Linked DNA regions of Oryctolagus cuniculus: region 1 is linked to region 2. A link is a contact called in public Hi-C data. All regions are on one chromosome and are shown on one strand. The core of a region is the stretch at or near the end of the contact, and the rest is flanking DNA. Distances in the headings are between cores, read along the strand shown. Region 1 overlaps MYO1D (myosin ID). Region 2 holds the start of MYO1D (myosin ID).

What was found. Hi-C and Micro-C count contacts between places; a contact is called where the count stands out from the background.
Region 1: a Hi-C map of embryonic fibroblasts shows a contact between it and region 2, with 2.0 times the contacts expected there. The contact joins the enhancer-like site here to the promoter of MYO1D in region 2. A contact is called at or near these places in 5 of 6 Hi-C or Micro-C datasets (ear pinna, embryonic fibroblasts, liver and 2 more).

What each region holds. Positions count from the first base shown.
Region 1 is chr17:41,313,898-41,317,634 of mOryCun1.1, reverse strand. The region is part of intron 1 of MYO1D (myosin ID); the gene reads right to left. The region is part of intron 1 of LOC138846168 (a long non-coding RNA gene); the gene reads left to right. Among named protein-coding and RNA genes, the nearest start is that of MYO1D, 73 kb to the right of the region's middle. Within about 2 kb of position 1,259, at least 4 of the 8 cell types and tissues checked have an H3K27ac peak or open chromatin away from gene starts, as enhancers often do. A contact at or near this core is called in ear pinna, where this site is marked.
Region 2 is chr17:41,239,915-41,244,183 of mOryCun1.1, reverse strand. It overlaps MYO1D (myosin ID), which reads right to left and starts at 1,413. Exons shown (of 22, transcript XM_051824625.2): 1 at 1,180-1,413. The coding sequence starts at 1,274.

The DNA.
Region 1 (3,737 bases), core at 10-2,509, 74 kb before region 2:
TGTCATGTCAAAGGACACTGCAGCCAACTGAAAGGGGCCCCTGCCATCTGAATCTTGGATAAATACCCATGGTTTAGATTATTAGGAAAAAGAAGGAGAAGGAGTTGCATCCTTGTCTTTGTTTGCCATCGAGGCTGCGAGGACTCGAGCCTTTGTCCTGAGACACGCAGCATTGATTTCAAGGGAGGTCAGGCCCCATGGGAATGAACTGGCACAAATCCATCATCACAGAAGGACAAACAGCTCAAGTCTGTGCTTTGCTGACAGAAAGGCTGCTTGTTTAAAGCACCTACCACATGGGTGCCTACCCATCGGCACACACCTATCTACTTTGTTAATAAGGTCCTCTCCTTTACATACGGAGAAGCAACACATTCGTTTATACACTATTATGTCAGGGCATCCACAGCTGAAGGCAAACTGTTCAGTTGTTAATGTACACAAAACTATTTTTCCACATTTTATTCTTAATATCAGCTACAAGAAAATGGTTTTTTTTTCCTGCAAAATAACTTGTAAAACATGGGATCAGTTAGGTTGGCTTTAAATTTTCCCTTTCCTCCATTTCTGACTAAAAAATAAATCACTTGAGGAGAAATCTTTCTCACTGTTGAAAATCTGTGGTTGAGAGCTGTGACTTTCAAAAATAATTTTCATGTTGAAGTAATTTCAAGCTTCGAAGCTGTCAGAAGACCATTTTTAAAAAGTTCCTCCACAGCCCTCACCCGGAGGATTCCACACTGTCAACACATTTCCTATTTGTCTCACTCTCACATTACACATGTGTGCATGCAGGTGCACGTGCGCGCACACACACACAAGCACACAGGAAAGGCTGGAGTTTTCCTTCCAGCCTTTGAGGTCTGGTGGGCAAATCACGCCATTCCTGTCACCAACCTAAGAAGCCCACGGAAGCCAGGTGGAGAACGCATGCAAGTGAAAGGGAAAGGACTGAGGTCCACTCGGGCACAGCAGGGACCGTGACGCGCCTGTGCCGGGACGGACGGGGCAGCTGCCACACTGCAGGCGGCTCTGTTCCCAACTGTGGCCCACGTTATGCCAGAACTTCTGATTTTTTCGAGAGAAGCTGGAAAAAAATGGATTTTTCAGGAACATCATCCAAATGGGACTAACATTGGAAACCAATAAAATTGGTTTGAGGGGGAAAAAAATCTAAGCTGTATACAATCTATTGCACTGCTAGCTGCCAGGTGTGATAATAATAATTCTCATGTAATTTCTGGTCATGACTAATCAGAGCTCTAACACCATAAATAGATAACACACAGTGTGTAGAACAATGGGGAAAAAAATGACCCAACCCCAAGGACCCTGCAGTCAATTCTTTTGCAAAGGAAGTGACGCAATATAAACTACACTTGCCTGGCAGGGATTGCTTCCAGATTACAAAACAACATCTGCAAAACAGAGCTCTTAAAGGAACGCTTATGGACCATCCCCCTTACAGAGAACCAGCGCAAGCACAGTAACTACCAGGAAAACTGTGCTGATCCCAAAGAACAAAGACCTTTGGTTTTCAAGTTTTTAATATTTTTTTTTTTAAAAAGAACATTAAAAAGGGAGTTCCCTGTGCAAAGGCTGATGGCACAGACTGGTCCAGCACTACATCTCAGTATTTATTCTTACTAATGCGTATCACCAATGTTGATGTTCACCACGGGGCTTACGCAAGAGACTGTCATTACTAATACAATTGATCCCACTTCTCCTGGAAGCAGCTGATCATGCTTTGAGAAACAGTGCAAGTCCCATCTCTGTACGGCCTCCCTGGGCACCGCTAGCCTGACGTGGTCTCAGGACAATCGTCATCTCTGCAGCTGACCTGCCAGCTAATGGAAGCGGCACCAAGGCACTCGCCCACAACCCTGTTAAGCTCCTGGGTGTTTCCACACTGGTTTCCACAGTTTATTCTCCAAGAACAGTGTTACTCCAGGTGTCCCAGGCTGTAAGCTGTTTGGGGCTTGCTCTGTGATGAGCATGGGAACGGCGTTTTGAGGGTTTTGCAGCATCATGGGGACAGGCAAGAGCCAGATCAGTGAACTCATTTTGTCAACAAAGTACAGACCAGCTTGGATGCTGTCAAGCTCTTGTGTTGAGGCCACGTGGGACACAAGCTGGGGATCAGTCACTGCTAGTACCATGTTACAGAGGGCAACATTTAAGGACAATATATCAACTCTAACCCAAAAGCAAGTGAAAAATCAAAGACTATATAAACATTTGTTAACTGTTACATGCTTACAGCATTTTCATTTTCAATAAAGCCCATCTTGCAATGTTTAATTTAGCATTAATAGCTAAATTAGGTGCTATCCTGTGACTATGTCCCATCCCCTTAATACACTGAAACAGAATCTGCTGAGGATGGGGGGGGGGACCCTTTGGGTGATAACATTATCAGTCTCTACCCATAAAAAGGGGTAAGGACCCCTACATGAAAAACCCAAGGGTGCGGGCTGGTCCCCTCTGCCGTGTGGAGGCAGCACTTAGGAGAAGTGAGCCCTCTGCAGGCACACTCTTCCGGGGCCTTGATCTTGGACTGAGCAGCCCCCAGAACTGTGAGCAGTAAATTGCTGTGGCTTGTTGGAGACCAGCCCAAGGGCCTCTGTATCAGGAGCCTGAACAGACTGAAACACCACGGGAGGAACATGTACAGTATTTGTTTATAGTCCTAATTCAATTCTAGGCCTAATCCTTTGTAAACCAAACATCACCGACTCCTCTGTCCCTACAAGACACAGACACACGTCCAGTCACGGTCACCCCAGTTAGGAGGTGGAAACTTGTCCAGGGCAATGAAGACCAAGAGCTCATCCTGGACTCCACTCGGACCTCTGATTTCCTCAACACTAAGCCTGGTCTTGGAGTCAAAACTGACGGCAAAGTGCGCTATTTGCAGAGATGACTAACCAAACAGGCAATAAAACCGTAAATTAGACAACATTTACATGTAAGACACAAAGAAATAACCTCAAAACCAGAAGAATTCTCGAGAAAAAGTACTGACCTCAGAAGCTGATATTCAGGAAGCGGCCTAACCAGGAGCAGGGCAGGGCAGGGCTGGGCTGCTGCAGGAGCCCCCGCCTGGCATCTGCAGAGCTTTTCCCAGACCCCGTGCTCTTCCCTGGGGTTCCAGAAACCCTCCCGGGGAGACACACAGCACAAACCGTAAGTCTCAGGCCCTGTACTCTCTTTAGTCTCAGGCCTGTGCAACACGAGGATTAAACTGCCCTCCTGGGTTTGATGCGAGGCAGAAGTTCATGATTTAGAACAATAACCTTTATCCCATGGCCCCTAAGCTGTCGTGTTGTTCATTCTTCCATTAGAGTTACGTACATTTAGTATATATCCCATTTGCAAATTAGAATGTCTGGCTTTGTAGAAAGAGTACATTAACCTGTAAAAGTGAATCTCTGGGGGCTGGCGCAGTGACACAGTGGGCTAAGCTTCCACCTGTGGCGCCAGTATCCCATACAGGAACTGGTTTGAGTCCAGGCTGCTCTTCTTCTAATTCCACTCTCTGCTAATGGCCTAGGAAAGCAGTAGGAGATGGCCCTAGTCCTTGGGCTCCTGTATCTGCACTGGAGACCAGAAGCTCCTGGCTCCTGGCTTCAGATCGGCACAGCTCTAGCCATTGGGGCCATTTGGGGAGTGAACCAGCAGAAGGAAGACCTTTCTCTCTGTCTGCTCCTCTCTCTGTAACCTACCTCTTAAAT
Region 2 (4,269 bases), core at 164-2,663:
ATGGATACGGACCACATATTACTTTGCCACACTCTGTGCAATCTTGAGCCCACCTGCACCTGGAACACTTACAGTCCCGTATATGAGCACTGAAAGAAACCCCAGTGGCCTCGTGATGTCTCCAGTTAGGACACAGAGACTCTGACCAGGGCAGGGTCAGCACCCAGGGCTGTGCTCCTACCCCGGGCTCAGGAACAGATGACGCCCATGTGGTTTGCCATTTCAATGATTAAGCCAGATTCACAAACTCTTGAATTAGGACTGACAGGGATAACCAATACTGAGAAATGGGGTTAGTTAAGCATCCAAACCTGGATTATGATTTCACTTTATAAGCTTACAGAGTGATGTGTAGTTATAAACTTGACAAGAAATAGGGCCAAAGCTTCCCGGAACACACACACACACACCAAAAATTTAGCTATTTTGAAACTGTTTACTGTAATGTTTAAAAAAAAAAAAAAAAAAGACAAACCGCTCTGTAACTCTGCTATCAAGAGCAAATCAATCCGGCTAGAAGGTTCTCTCCAACAAGCCCATTTTTGGGGGTGTGTTTCGTGAGTCCCATTCTCAGGGATGTCAGCAACACAAGGGCTCCATCCACAAACTCCTCGAAAAAGCTGAAACCAGGGACGCCTTGTCAAGCTCAGACAGTTTATCTTGGCACCGGCGAGCGCGGCAGTCTCTTCTATGTCTGGAGACGTGTCTAATTACGTTTAGGGAGTCACTGAAAAACAGCCAGCTCAGGGATCGTTCGGCGGGGTCCTGAGCGACACGAGGGATCCACGCGGGGGTGGGGGGCGCGACAAGAAAGGGGAGAAGACGCAAGTGTGGACGCGGGAGGAGCCGCCAGCTGCTCCCCCACACAGCACGCAGGTCTGCCCAGGGCTTTCGGGGCCACCTCCCCTCTCCCGGCTAGTCAGAGCTTTCCCGGCGTTTCCATTCGGTCACCCGCCCCGCCCACAGCGCTCACCTGGCGCGGCGCGGGCGCACCTCCGGCCCCGCACGGCCCCCGCGCTCCGGCCGGCGCCCCCGGGGCGTCCTCTCCGTCCCCGCCGGACTGCCCCCGGGAGCCCGGCGCCGCCCCGACACCCCGAAGGTGGCCGCGCCGCCCAGCCCCGCGCCCCCTCTGAGGAAGCGCAGCCTCTGAGCCCGTGCGCGCGCGGGCTCCGCCCTCACCTGAGCCTCAGGTTGGCCATGAACTCGGGCATGGAGACGGTGTCCATCAGCACGAAGTCCGCCTTGCCGAACTCCAGGCTCTCCTGCTCCGCCATGGCGCCGGCTCACGGGCTCAGGTGGGCGCGATCGGCCGAGGGGTTCGGGCCGGGGACCCGCGGGGCGCTCGGGCGGGGCCGGGGCGGGCGGAGGCGCGCTGTCGGCCGGCGCGGCTCCGAGCGGGCGCTGCTGGCGGTTTCCGTTCCTTCAGCGACGGCTGCCGGGCGCTGCGGGGGCCGGGACCCGAGACGGAGACGGCGGCGGCTGGTCCCGCCTCTGGCCTTGGTCTTGCACGGCCCGGCCCCGCCCCGCCCAGGCCCCGCCCCCCGCCGCGAGGCCCGGGCCGCCGCCGCCTCCTCACCTGGCCGGCGCGCACGCGCGGGGCCGGCAGCGGAGGCGTGCAGCAGCGCCCCCTGGAGACGGGCGCCGATAAGCGGGGCGGCGGGACGGCTGCAGACGCAGGAGTCTGGGTGCGGCCAGGATTCTAAGGTCGCAGCCTCTCCCGGGGACTTGGCAGACGTCCACCAAGTTAAAACGGGGCTTGGGGAGCTTCCGCCAGGGTCGCTCCTTATGCTTCTGTCGCTGTGCCGACGAGCCCAGTCTAGTTCCTGGGCTGAGCTCCTGCCCACCCCTTAAGTGGAGGTTCAAGCCCAGAGCTCGAGCGGCTGCAGGCGAGGATGTGGACAAGCTGCCAGTGCAGCTCGTGAGCCCCACGCCCACCACGGTCCCTTCTCCCTCCACTCATCAGAGCATGCCGGCAGCTTTTCCTTGTGTGTGTGTGCATCATCTCTGCAGGGCTGCTGTGGGGTTCTTTTGTTTTAACCATTTACTTGTGTGTTTTCTTTATTCGAAAGGCAGAAAAAGAGCCAGAGAGATCGAGCTCTCCCCAAATGCCCACCGTAGTGAGGGACAGGCCAGGTAGACACCGGGATCTGGGACCCCGTTTGAATCTCCCATGTGGGTGGCAGGGACCCAAGTACTTGATCCCCATCCCCTGCTGCCTCCCCGGGCACATCAGCAGGCAGCTGGGATCAGAGGCAGAGCAGGGACACTTCCAAGTGGGACACTGGGCGTCCCAAACACCAAATACCCACCCCTAGTTCTTGAGCCTAGGACCATCCTGTACTTCCTGAGATCCCCGTTGAACCGGCCAAGTAGCTACTGTATTACTTGGGGCACGTAAATATGAAACCATTAGGAGGTAGCAGAGCCACCAGTTCGAGTCCCTGATGCTCCATTTATGATCCAGTTCTCTGCTAATGGCCTGGGAAGGCAGAAGAAGGTGGTTCCAGTGCCCTACCTCCCATGTGGGAGACCTGGGTAAGGCTCCTAGATTCATTGTTACCATCTGGAGCCTGAACCAAGGGATGGAAGATCTCTTTGCCTGCCCCCTTCCCCTCTGTCTCTGTCTCTGTAACTTCACCTTTCAAATAAATAACTCTTCAAAACTTGTAAGTGGTGGGGCTGGTGCTGTGGCGCAGAGGATTAAGACAGCTTCTTTGGTGCCAATTGGAGTCCCAGCTGCTCTACCTCCAATCCAGCTCCCTACTAATGCCTCTGGGAAAGCAGTAGAAGATGGTCCAGGTACTTGGGCCTCTGTACCCACTTGGGAGACCTGGAAGAAGCTCCTGGCTTCTGGCTTCTGCCTGGCCCAGTTCCAGTCATTGAGGATATTTGGAGAATGAACCAGCAGATCAAAGATCTCTCTGGTTCTCTCCTCTCTCTCTCTCTGTAACTCTGACTTTCAAATAAATAAATACATCTTTTTTTTAAACATGTTGTGATTCCCAATTTATAGATGCATTGGCTGAGCCTGGAAAATTCTTTTAGAACAGAGAATGGATTTTCCCAATGGAAATATATTATAACTGGGCTGCTACAGTGTCCACACCTCTTCAGTCCTGGGATTCCGTTAGGACCATCTTCTAGTGCAGAATCTACTGGGAAATCTAGAGGCCTCCAAAGACCTGGCTGGGCTTCAGACCTATAGCTGCATTTGAGCTGACTAAGTGGTCCTGAGGATCTTGCTCCAGGCCTGCTGCTGCTGCCAACAGCCCACACTTGCCAGGAGGTCAGAAAGCGGCCTGGCCACCCTTGAGGCAGTACCTCGGCTGTCGGGAGGCCCCTAACCCCTGGCATAGGCAGAGGCTGGTGGCCATTAGCAGCTCTTCTCCAGAAGACACCTGTCTGCATCTCGGTGTCCTCATTCACAGGCTGAGGACTCCAGGCTGCACAGCTCCGAGGTAGGACCATCCTATACCTGGAGCATTTGTGTGGGCTGGTTAGTGGCTAAGCAGGTGATTGTGGGGAGCAATCCGGACTGGACTGAGTTACTGGAATTAAGACTTATTCTATGCATCTGCTCTCCCACAATATGGCGCTGGGAGAGAAGTAAACAGCTTCCGCACAGCTGCCTCCAGTTCAACTAATAAACTGTAGGACTTGCTCCTGATTGGAGGAGAGCAGCGTACTCGGCGTGTGGGCAGCCGAGTTAGGATTGGCGGAGGAGGACTATAAAGGAGGAGAGAGACGGCATGCACCAGGAACATCTATGGGGAACATCTAGCTGAAGGAACACCCGTGCAGCCCCCGAGAGAACCGGCCGGCGGTGTGCCGCTCCCCTGCGGAAGTGGGGAACTGCCCTTCCACGGAGGTGGAAGGGATAGTAGCCAACCCGGGAAGAACCAGCAGCAAACCCGGGGAGGGCCGAGCAGACGAAAGAACAGCGCAGGGTCCTGTGTCGTTCCTCCACGAAGAGGGGGAGCGACATAATGGTGCCGTGACTCGGATATGAAGCCTAGGCAGGGCTTAGTGTCGTTCCTCCACGAAGAGGGGGAGCGACATAATGGTGCCGTGACTCGGATATGAAGCCTAGGCAGGGTTCAGCGTCGCTCCTCCACGAAAACGGGGAGCGACATAATGGTGCCGTGACTCGGATAGGAAACCCAGGACGGTTAGGAAACCTAGGACGGATAGCAAACTTAGGAGGGAAGAAGTGACTCGGATTAGGAAACCTAGGACGGATAGCAAACTTAGGAGGGAAGAAACGGGAAG